2 separate regions of the Anas platyrhynchos genome follow, and region 1 is linked to region 2. The links are chromatin contacts, called in public Hi-C maps. All regions are on one chromosome and are shown on one strand. Each heading gives the region's core, a stretch centred on a gene start, on an enhancer-like site or on the middle of the called end of the contact. The rest is flanking DNA. Distances are from core to core; before and after follow the strand shown.

Evidence for each region. A called contact is a pair of places that touch in the nucleus more often than the background predicts.
Region 1: a contact with region 2 is called in a Hi-C map of small yellow follicle, with 2.4 times the contacts expected there. The contact joins the promoter of MGST2 here to the enhancer-like site in region 2. A contact is called at or near these places in 2 of 8 Hi-C or Micro-C datasets (F5 follicle and small yellow follicle).

The regions. Positions count from the first base shown.
Region 1 is chr4:40,073,624-40,078,897 of IASCAAS_PekinDuck_T2T, reverse strand. MGST2 (microsomal glutathione S-transferase 2) reads left to right here and starts at 2,801. Exons shown (of 5, transcript XM_005022410.6): 1 at 2,801-2,932. The coding sequence starts at 2,878. It overlaps LOC119716918 (a long non-coding RNA gene), which reads right to left. Exons shown (of 7, transcript XR_011808671.1): 4 at 1-3,827.
Region 2 is chr4:39,982,663-39,987,920 of IASCAAS_PekinDuck_T2T, reverse strand. The region is part of intron 2 of MAML3 (mastermind like transcriptional coactivator 3); the gene reads right to left. Among named protein-coding and RNA genes, the nearest start is that of MGST2, 91 kb to the left of the region's middle. Within about 2 kb of position 1,375, at least 4 of the 8 cell types and tissues checked have an H3K27ac peak or open chromatin away from gene starts, as enhancers often do. A contact at or near this core is called in F5 follicle and small yellow follicle, where this site is marked.

The DNA.
Region 1 (5,274 bases), core at 1,552-4,051, 90 kb before region 2:
CTGTTCATCCCTCCTCTGAGGGCCAAAGTGAAGTATAAATATGACAGTGGCAGACAAGGGTGACAAACTAGTATTTAGGGGGTAGCAGGAGGGATATTGAAGGAATAAAAGTATTTTCTTCCTCTTTCACCTGTTTCATAGTTCTGATAATTTTAAAGGCTGAGTATGGCCCAACGCCACGCAGACCCACATTCTTCATTATATATTGTTTTAAGATAGAGGAAATTAATAAACCCTAGAGCTCACTCCTGTTACTGCTGTAGCTAAACTGCTTTTGACACATGAGCTAGCCTCATACATTGTAATAGTGTTGATTTACCCTATAAATGTTTCCAGTGAAATATATGAGAGTTCAGATACTTTCCCTTCCAGCCAGGAGCCTCTATTCTTCAGAGCCTGTCTCCTAGAGGTGTTTAAAAATAAAAGATGCTGCACTGCCAGTTGGGACTGGCCTTTAAGAAGTTACACCCCCAGCATAGACTGAATCCTGCCCTTTGCAAAGCTCTTTTCAGCTCTTCCAGAGACAAAAACTGAGCAGCTTTGACAGTGTAACTCCATTAAAAGAACTTATTTGATCAGCCTGGTTTCATGCTTAAAATGCTTTTGGTCTCACTACCCCAACCATCTGCTCTCTTGTGACAGCAGCTCTGCCACCCTGCTGGGATCTGCCTTCATTGCTGGGTCAACAGCAGCTTCCCTACAGGCAGGAGAGCCAGCCTTCTTGCGGAGGTCTGCCAGGGAAGCACAGGTCAGCAAGAATTTCCCCTAAATCCTGTGGCTACGCAGACTCCCAGGTCTGGTGCAGCTGCTCCGTGAGATTTGCCAGTCCCTTCCCTACCCAATGGCTCAGTTTCCACTGCTGGAAACTGCATTGGGAGAGACCCATTTGTCCCTGTGGAGCACACAGGGGAAGCATGGTACAGGACGACACCACCTAAGCGTGATAAGATCCCACCAGTATTTCTAATTTCACTGTTCAGAGCCTCTCTTCTTGCTATTTGGCTTTAGACAGCTGGAGAAGCCGTGTGCATTTACAACAGCAGAGATAAGCAAAGCACATATCAAATACATGCAAGCAGCAGAAATACAAAATTAAATGACATTCCTCAAGAGCAAGCTGAGGAATCAGCCACAGACAAGCTGCCAAAATGTCCTGACATAACTGAAGAAACCTCCTGGTTGATCCTGCCACCTATTTATGTATTGGGGCTTACACACATTGTAAAAGCTCTGGGCATCTGAGATGCTACTGTATTTGCACAGTCAGAAGTGGACCCAGCCTAAAAGCCTTATTTTGTGTGTGATCCCATTTTCTGTTACTGAGTTTTACGGGGAGAAAGCATAACTCTATAACAAAATTGTCTGTGGACCATGTATGACCAATGGAAATACAAGTCTATAGGCAACTACAAACTCCCTGCTACCAGCAGAAATTGAAAATGGTTTTAAGTGTACCCTATCTCTGCCATAATGGCCATGTAATTTATAAAAATTTTGTGGGTTCAATCCCTGTCCTAGATTATATTCCTGCCTACCTTTAAATCAAACTTCGGTGGACTTAATGTGTCATTGCCATTTTGAAATTCACATACTTTGAATGAAGTTGGAAAGCAAACATGACTTCAGCATCAGCTAGCCTTAAAATGCTTAACTCTTATGGGCTTAAGTTTCCAAACTGACCTTTCAGACTTTCCAGTTGCCAGCCCTGTGTTACTGTTTTCCATCCCATATCGTGTTCTCCCCCATATCAGCAGGGTGTTGATGCTTTGATCACTCCTGAGCCAGCCCCTAGAAGCAGAGCTGTCTTATCAGAAGGCCAGCCCCTTACTACAATAACAGTAAATAAAGTGCATAAATCAGCAGTTAAAGAGTTACAAAGTACAAACACCCAGCTGCTGTTATTAAAGCATATCTACTGTTCTAATCTTTAGAAAGAACAATATACTGAATTAACACCCAACAGATTTTACCGTGACAATTTTCACAATGAAAAAAATGATTTAAAGTTTTACTTTTGCCTTCAAAATTAATATACGTGACTAAAGACGAGGAAATACCCCATCGTAATATCAGTTGGAGACAATGCAGGCAGATAATCCTGGAATTGCACAAAAAAAATTACACAGGTTTTGTTCTGGAGGACTCATGGGATCGTAAAGGCTAACAACATTAAGTGTCCTGTTAGCTAAGGCTAGCTGATAAAAAAAATCCTTGAGAGAATCCCTCCTCATTTTAGTCCCAGGCATAAACTCCGGGAAACACACTCCAGACAATAAAACAAGGGGAGATTTTTCTCTCTCAGTTGTTTTACCCTGTGAACTACCCTGAGCGATTTCCTCCTGCGCAGTGACTGTTTGTAAGCAGCTGTTGTGTCGCCCACAAGAGCCCAAGTTGAACACATTCAGCAAAACCGTAAATCAAGGGTAGGGACAGCACAAAGCTGCGCTCCCCCGCCACAGCTCCTGCACCTGCTCCTTTAGGGCAGCACCACCGGGGATGGATGCAGACCTCACTGTACGAGACCCTGTACAAACAGGGAACAAAGTCTGCGCCCCCAACGAGATTACGACTGAAGTCTGAGACTTAAAAGAGCAGCTGAAGCCACAGAGGCAGGCAGGGCTGGTTTTGTTCTCGCTGTGCCTTCACGCAGGCAAGAGGCAGGCAGAGCCGCCTGGCTGCATTTCAACTTTTTCCATGGCAGAAAAATGGCTGTAATTTTGCACTCATTTTAAAAAGCCGGGCTATTTTGTTTCCTTTGTTGTGGTGCCGAGAAGCACTGCAATTCCCCACCTGTTGTTGCTCCTTATTGCTCAGTTGAGCTCACTCGAGCTCCCTCCCCTACACACACCCTGCTCGCACACGGAAGCGGCCAGAACCATGGGGGACTTCACCTTGCTGGCCGCTGTCTCCCTCCTCTCTGCCTTCCAGCAAAGTAAGATCTGCGGGGCTGCAGGGCTGGGGCTCGGGGAGGTTTCCACCGATTCTGGATGTTTTGTGGTGACAAACTGGTTGTCCTGTAACTTTAATTCCTGGTGCCTCCTAAGTCGCTTCTCGCTGGGGCACTGTTTGCCTTCTCTGTAGCCCGAGAGGGAGTTGGCTCCGTGGCACAGATTACTTTTCCCCGTGGGGAAAAGTAATTTATTTTCAATTTATTTTCAGTTCTGTTTTGTTTGCTGACTCTTTGGAATCGTGCTACTGTGAGAGCTCGCAACTAGCTGTGAAGTTACCCAACAGCCATGTTGTGTCTTGGTTTCAATTCTTATTTAGGCAGCTACGCAACCCAAAACCTCAAAAAGTGAGAGTAAATTTGTCAAATCAAGTACACCAGTGCTGGACTGAAAGCACTGCACAAACTGTTGCCTGGAATAGCCAGACACACGCTAAGTATCGGAAAGGGAAGAGGAAAACAAACCTTTACGCCAGGCAGCAAGAATAGGAGGTGTTCTGCAGTACATCCTCCTCATTACAAGTCTATTTGGACCTTAAAGAAAAGTTTTGTCCCCTGCTGATATACCTCGAGAATCAAGGACCAGGAAAGAAGCGGGCAAATCTGCAGTGCTCATTTTGATGGGCATCTCTCACGTAGCTATGGTAGCATTTTTACTTCTTGTAATTAATTTCTTCTATATACGTTGATTCATATAGTTGTGTTCACATCAGGAATCACGATGATCTCTGAAGGCATTTGCAGTATACTAGGATGCGATTAAGAGCAAGTTAAAAGTAATTGCTTCATCTTTTTTCCAAGTACCTATAGCACTGCAACTTAACGAATGCAATGTGATTGTTTGTTCTGAAAGCTTCAGCTGCTGAAGTAACACTTGCACCTAGCAGGAAAAAAAATAGCCTGAGAACATGACCCCTTCTAGGTTTAAAAAAAAAAAAAAAAAGGTCCAACACAACAGAAAGCACTTTAAATTTGCATTCTTTTTCTGTCATCAGATCAGCTGCAACACACTCTTGTGATCTGCACAAAACATTGCTATTTCTGGCTGCTGGCAATATCTACCATCAACTTCTGTGAAAGCTCAACTTGTCTGCCTTAACTTTTAACATAGAAGCGTTAGGAGTTAAAAACAAAAACACACATTATCTGGAAACCCAGTGCATTTTGAAAACACAGTGAAACGTGCAGATACCAAAAGGGGAAAGGGAGGAAGAAAATGTTCTTTCTTGTGATGTTTAGTTCATATTAGTTACTCTAGTTAAAACTCACTGAAAAGCTAGGATCACCTGGATTTTGATTTACGCATTGGGCAGTCCAACATCAAGCCCAGAGAGAAACCTTTGTAAGAACCTGATCTGTTAATCTGATTTAAATCACAGCGCGGTTTACTTTTAGCATGGATAAACCAACACCAATCAACTATCGTGAGTTCAGGTGAACGCTGTGAAGCTGGTAGTGCAAGCATGTGCTATAACCAGCTTGTGTAATGGATGGGATGCATTGCGGAGCGTGACCAATTGCTGCAAACAAAATGCAACACAGACAGCGCTTAGTGCGCTGGTTGCTCCTCCGTTTCTTCTGCTGAGCCTCTGGTCCTGAGCAAGGAAGGTTTCACTTAATCATCGTCAGAGATACAGAAAGACAAGGTTTTGTGTCTCAGAACCATGAGTTATTCAAAGATTTATTTAAGTTGCAAATTAGCATGCACTATCGTACACCATGATAAAAGTATCAGCCTCTCTACAGGCTTGAACACAAAATATTTGAGTAACGTTCCTTGAAAGCCTGATTCGTCCTGCATTTTCGGTGTAAAGATATTAACACAGTAACCGTAAATGCCACCTGAAAATGAAAACAAAAAAAAGGCCAGCAAAGGCCAGTTGCATATGCTTTGTAACTACCACAGCCATGTCATTTAGCCAGCTAGAACTGAACACGTCGATAGAGGGGAAGGAAAAGGCTGGGGAAATCTTTACTTCCTCCTGCTGCAATGCTTTCTGGCGTGCTCACAACAGCAGCTCCAGTGGGCAGGCAGCAGAGCTGTCCCATTGCTTTATTATTTATTTCAGCCCTTGTTAAAACAACCACAGAACTCACGCTTGGGGCTACATCGCTGTTTTCTTTTCACCGGGATGGAACTGAAAGGCAGGCTGCATTCAGTGAACAAGAAATACAGCAACAATTTGTCCCCTCAGCTCTTTTTTAAGTCCCTGGCTGGCACCTGCCCTGTTCCGCACATGGGGTTCACCTTTTCTTCTCAGGTGACAGGCATGCCTCTGGTCCCCCAGCTTGGTTTTCACTGGCACATGAGAACCCACCCTCCCCTC
Region 2 (5,258 bases), core at 126-2,625:
GGATTCTTCCACACCACTAAGTTCAATTCATGGTTTTCTAAGCAAAATGTTCGATACCATCAGCAAAGAATGGGAATGAATGCCAAGTAGTCTACAGACTGTACCTGTTCAAGCCCACATGTTAGTCAACCCCTTTTTGGGTTCCACCACTGTAAAAAAAAATCTTCCAGTGGAAAATGCATTAGGATCACAACTAACAGATTTCCACAACCATCACATATAAAAGAAAATCCTGTGAATCAACAACAGGCCAAGTTAGATACTATGCTGCAAACAAAGTGGCTAATTTATCCCAGAATTTCTCTCCACAAGCCTGTCTCCTCTTCCCCAGCCGTCCCCTGTGCCTGGCCTGTGCAGCTTGTCTGAGGACATAGGTGACCTGATGACTTCTTTGTGAGGAGAAATACTTTTAAGGACTGTAGGTTACCTATGTACAGGTTAAAGAAGTTAACAGGGCAGTAGGCCTTGCAAAGGAGATCCAGCCATGATGGGGGCAAGGGGGAAAATCTCTGGCATGCTGATGAGGTAATACCACAATTCTTCCAAGTCCTAATTCTCATTATGCTCCTGAGCCATGTCCTTCAGGAAAAAGAAAGAAAGAAAAAGAAGAAACATGGGACAGATGGGCCTGAAAGCAGACGTGTGCTAAGGTATAGGCCATTAAACAACAACAACAAACTGGGCGTTGGAAAAATCCAAAATGGATTTCTTCTTTTTCCCTTCACGCCAACACTTCCCTCATCAGTACACCCAGCTCGATCCATCTCTAGGAAAGAGTAATGCTAGACCAGCCTGTTTGCCTTGCCTTTGCATATCTATTTAGAAGACTGCACGCAGCAGCTTTGTAAGACTCCTTTATAAAACCTTTGGGGTCTTACATAGCCCACTCGTGCAATGCTCTGAAGCCCTCAGCTCCCGTGAAGTTCACTGGGAGCTGAGGGTCCAGTTGGTAAGATTATTTCTTCTGCACCAAAATTTCTTCAGAGCCGGACACTAACTCTGATGAAACAAATCTTCTTTACGTTCCCTTTTCCTTTCAGTACAAGTTATAGCCAGCACTGTAAAAAAATTTGCAGGATCCTTGAAGACCTGTGAAGACTAAAGGAGTCAGAGGATTGCACAAGATGCCCTAGACACGTTCTGAATTATTCTGAGCACTGTTTGAGAGCTATTTGCCACGGGCTAAAGGCCAGAAAAAAAAAGTGAATAGCAGTTTTGCCCTAAATATGGCCAAGCAAACCACACAAACTTTACTTCTTTGTTGCCTCAATGCCTTCACCTCCAGCTGACCTTGAGTCTCACAAAGGCACGCAACAACAACTAATGGAAAAGTACTCGTCTGGTCTCCCAGATCCCGGCGATTATCAGTCACAGACTCCCAAGGCTGGACCTGCTGTGCGGGGTGAACTGCAAATGCACCATTTACGTCTGCTGAAGAAGTATAAAGAAGAAGAAAAGAGATTTTAAACAAATCAAGGCTCTGATTCAGCGAAGCATTTAAGCGCATGCTTCTCCTTGTGCACCCTAAGCAATCTAAAATATAAAGAACAATTTATGCAACCAACAATGCCATCTGAGACCTTTGCTTGGGTCTTATCTTCCTTATTTCCTCTGTAACAGCCATCTTCACCCCAGTATAAATCCCATCCCCTTCCTAGGCTGAAAATACGTGCACAGTGCTGTTGATTTGCATAAATGCACTGGCTTTGTGCTTCCCAAAGGGCAGATGCTGAAAAGGATGCGTTCTTTCACAACGTGGTGTCTCTCTCCTCTCCCTGCACACACCTGGAGCACCTAGGGAAGAGAGCAGCTGCAGGAAATCTGCCCAAGTGACTCAGTGTTTGCTCCTGGCTGTTCATGCCCATACAGTGAGCGGTGTGGACCACGTCTCCCAGTGCCCCCAGCAGCTTCCTCAGCAGCATGAATGCACATTGGCTTGCCACGTGATAATGATGCCCAGCGTGGGCACAGATGTGGTGGCACCTGACCGGTGTTGGGGAACGGGCTGTGAGGCATCCGGAAAAGGCAGCTGCCTGCAGCAAATGCCAGCAGCGCCTGTGAAATCATCTGGCCTAGAGCACGCTTCTCTGTTGATGTCTGAAGGACATCAAGAAGAAAGGTGCCTGTGCCCAATCTGAATAAACTACTCTGACAGGCGGGGAAGAGCCCACAGGCTGGATGTGACCTGCTGCTTGATGTTGAGCACCTCAGCGGGAGCCAGGCTTGTGAACAGGAGTCTCGCGTTTGCTGCTCTGCCCTCCTCCTAAAGCTGCTCTGTGAAGTTTTGCAAGTACCGCATCGCCAGGGTAGCTCATCACTGAACGTTTCTGAAAAAATGTTAGCTATTACTGAGGGGAAACCACATTTCTACCTTCTTAAGCCATACAGGGACGTCTATACATATAGGTGCTCAGTTCTACTCGCAGCTGTCTAAAGCAACACAGCATCCCTAAGCACAGCAGCCTGCCTGCAGGGCAATTCCCCAAGCTGCTCGCTGCTCTGGAGCTGAACTCAGTTGGAGCAATGGCCATTGTGCACAACACGTATTTTTTTAACCTTTTCCATCGGATGGCTGAGAAAAATAATCTCTGTATTCTCCACACGTGCACACATGTGCATGCAGTTGCTGCCATGACATTCTTATGGTCTTGTGTCACAGCCATCCATGGGTACTAAGCACTTATTAGCAGTTAATCCAAACAAAAGTTGGATTTCAAGCCCTGTTCACCTCTGAGAGCTTGTGTCTCTAAAAGTGTCAAATAAACAAAGACAAAGGAACATTTTCTATTGTTAGATGCTCTAGGTAAACAAGATCCAAGGCTGAGTCACAGAGAGCACCACGGTTCTTTACTAAACCCCTCAGAGGTCTGAAGCACAAGGCATTATAGTTTGTTGTTAGATAAGCCACAGAAATGCACCATAAACCAGCTGTGCATTCACCCACTGGGCTTCCTCTCATCTTATTTTTCCTTCTGAAAAGACTTTGCATTCCCAACTTTTTCTTCTGGCCTAGCAGTGACGAGCCACCTCGGACCAGGGCACTTCCAGTTCCTTAGTCTGCTGATAAAGTGCTCTTGGGCTACTACCAGGATTAAGTGGAGTTGGGTCTCAGAGAAGAACTGAGCTGGGCTAAATCTAAAATAGAAAAAAAAATCATTTGTATGCCTAAAGAAATGCAAACCATCACTTAGCACTTAAATGGTGTCTGCCATTCAGATGTAAACCCAGATTAAACCTCTGCATTTGACTTCAGAGAGCAGGGAGCTTGCCTGAAGTTGTGTATGAACTCAGCAGCATGCCTAAAACTCAATTAAAATCTCTCCAATTCTGTGCCCAGCCAATGGGAATATAAAATGTCTTGCATTTCCTCAAAGCACAAACAAACAAACATACTACAACCATGACAGCAAGAGCCCCCAGACTCCTGTAGGCACCATAAGAAAGCTGCAAGCAAGAACGAGTTGATTCCTTGGAGTCTTAAGGCCACGATTCATATCCTCTATGCCCAGCTGGGGTAGCAGTGACATAAGCCATGCTCTAGAAGTGTCTTTCTTTTCACCGACCTTAAAGGCAGCCCCGGTAGCTAGCTCAAAGGGAGGCATCCACAGTCAGATGCCTGCATCTGGATCCTCCCCAAGCCACCAAGATGACGTGCCCAGTCACAATTAGGGCACTAATTACATGTTGCTGCTGTTGACATCTGTGTTTAATTAAGATTTCTGTCTGTGTGGTGTCAAGTCCTTCCTCCAGTTTCATTTCCAAAGGCTTAAGTTTTGTCCCACCAAACTCTAAGAAAAAAAAAATGAAATCTTCGTAGTTTGGCCTGTAATTATGGTATTACATGCACTCTTGGAAAGACGCTTATTTTCTTGCAATGCCAAGGGAGAAAAAAAGTTGTGCAGGTCCAAGTTCTTGCTTCGTTATCTACATGCTTAATCACTTCTGGACTATTTAAAAGAGGCAGAGATAAAGGGAGAGGTAGCAGGAGGGACCGGGAGTTTAAATTACAGATAAATAGCAGCCTTATAACCATGATGGTCTAAGCACAGTCTGGAGAGAGAGAAAAACTATGCTTAATTAGACACACAGATAGTAGAGAAATATATACAAGCTTTGGGATAAGCAAGCACTTCTTCCTTATTTAATAACAGCGGCAGTAACCTTAGTAACAACTTCAACAATGAGCAGGCACGCTGGAGAAAAGATGGAAAATCGACTAGGTATCAGGCATGCAGAATGGTGCACAAATCTGCTGGGTGATAAAGCCGCCCCTAGTATGAGAGTTTGTTTATAAAGGAAATTACATGGGCAGCAGGTTGAGGTTTTTCCTAGGGCTATTTACAATGCTCTTTTATTTTTCCTCCTTTCTTCTAAGCTTTTCAAAACTGTCAAATGAAAACAAAAGCCTGGCAATTAGCATATTTCAGAATTACATTAAGGGCCCAGCTTCACAACGCACAGCTGCCCCAGAGTGACTTTTTTCAAGGCCAGGTGGAAGACACCAACACCAAGCCGAGAACCGCCCCTGAATGTCCTGGGTCCTGGTGGCTGCAGCAAGGATTTGCAGGAGACTGTCCGTGGTCTCGATACGTCTGGGGACAGAAGTCACTTTTTTGTTTGTTCTTTTTTTTTTTGCCAAACCCAAAGCTGCCTGGTACTGCCAGACCCCGAGCTCCGAACCGCAATAACCATACACGAAGCACTCACCACTGCAGGCGGAGTGGATTTCCCTGACTCATCAGGAAAGTGGTGGCAGCCTTCTCCTCTCCCTGCTAGCAAGAAAGCGCTGCCATGCCTGAACCTACTGTGAGAAACAGTTGTGTTTTTGCAGGAGAGAATCACTTTTCTGTATCCCAAGGTAGTTGTGTAGTCACAATAAGGAGAAATGCTCAGTAGATAAGCGGACAGCAGAAGGCCTCGCTGTTCCAAAATAAGGTAGGAGCTGGAGAAAAACAGGATGAGCAGTGTGGGAGCAGTAAAACAAAGATCACAAGTTCTCAAAACATAAGAAAGGAGAAATTAAAGGGTTGAAAAAACAGAAAAATTGTACATATAGGGTGTAGAGGAGTGTCGAGTAGCTCGTGAACCTGTAGTGCTCAGGCAATGAGGAAACAGGGGAGGTGATCAGGTGTTGGGTAATGGGGAATAAAAGGTTAGGATTTGGTTACTAAACTGCATTCCTGATTGACAGGGTGCCCAGCATTGCAATCGCAAATAAAACAGCTTCAGAGAAGATCCTGTCTGAAGAAAATTACTGG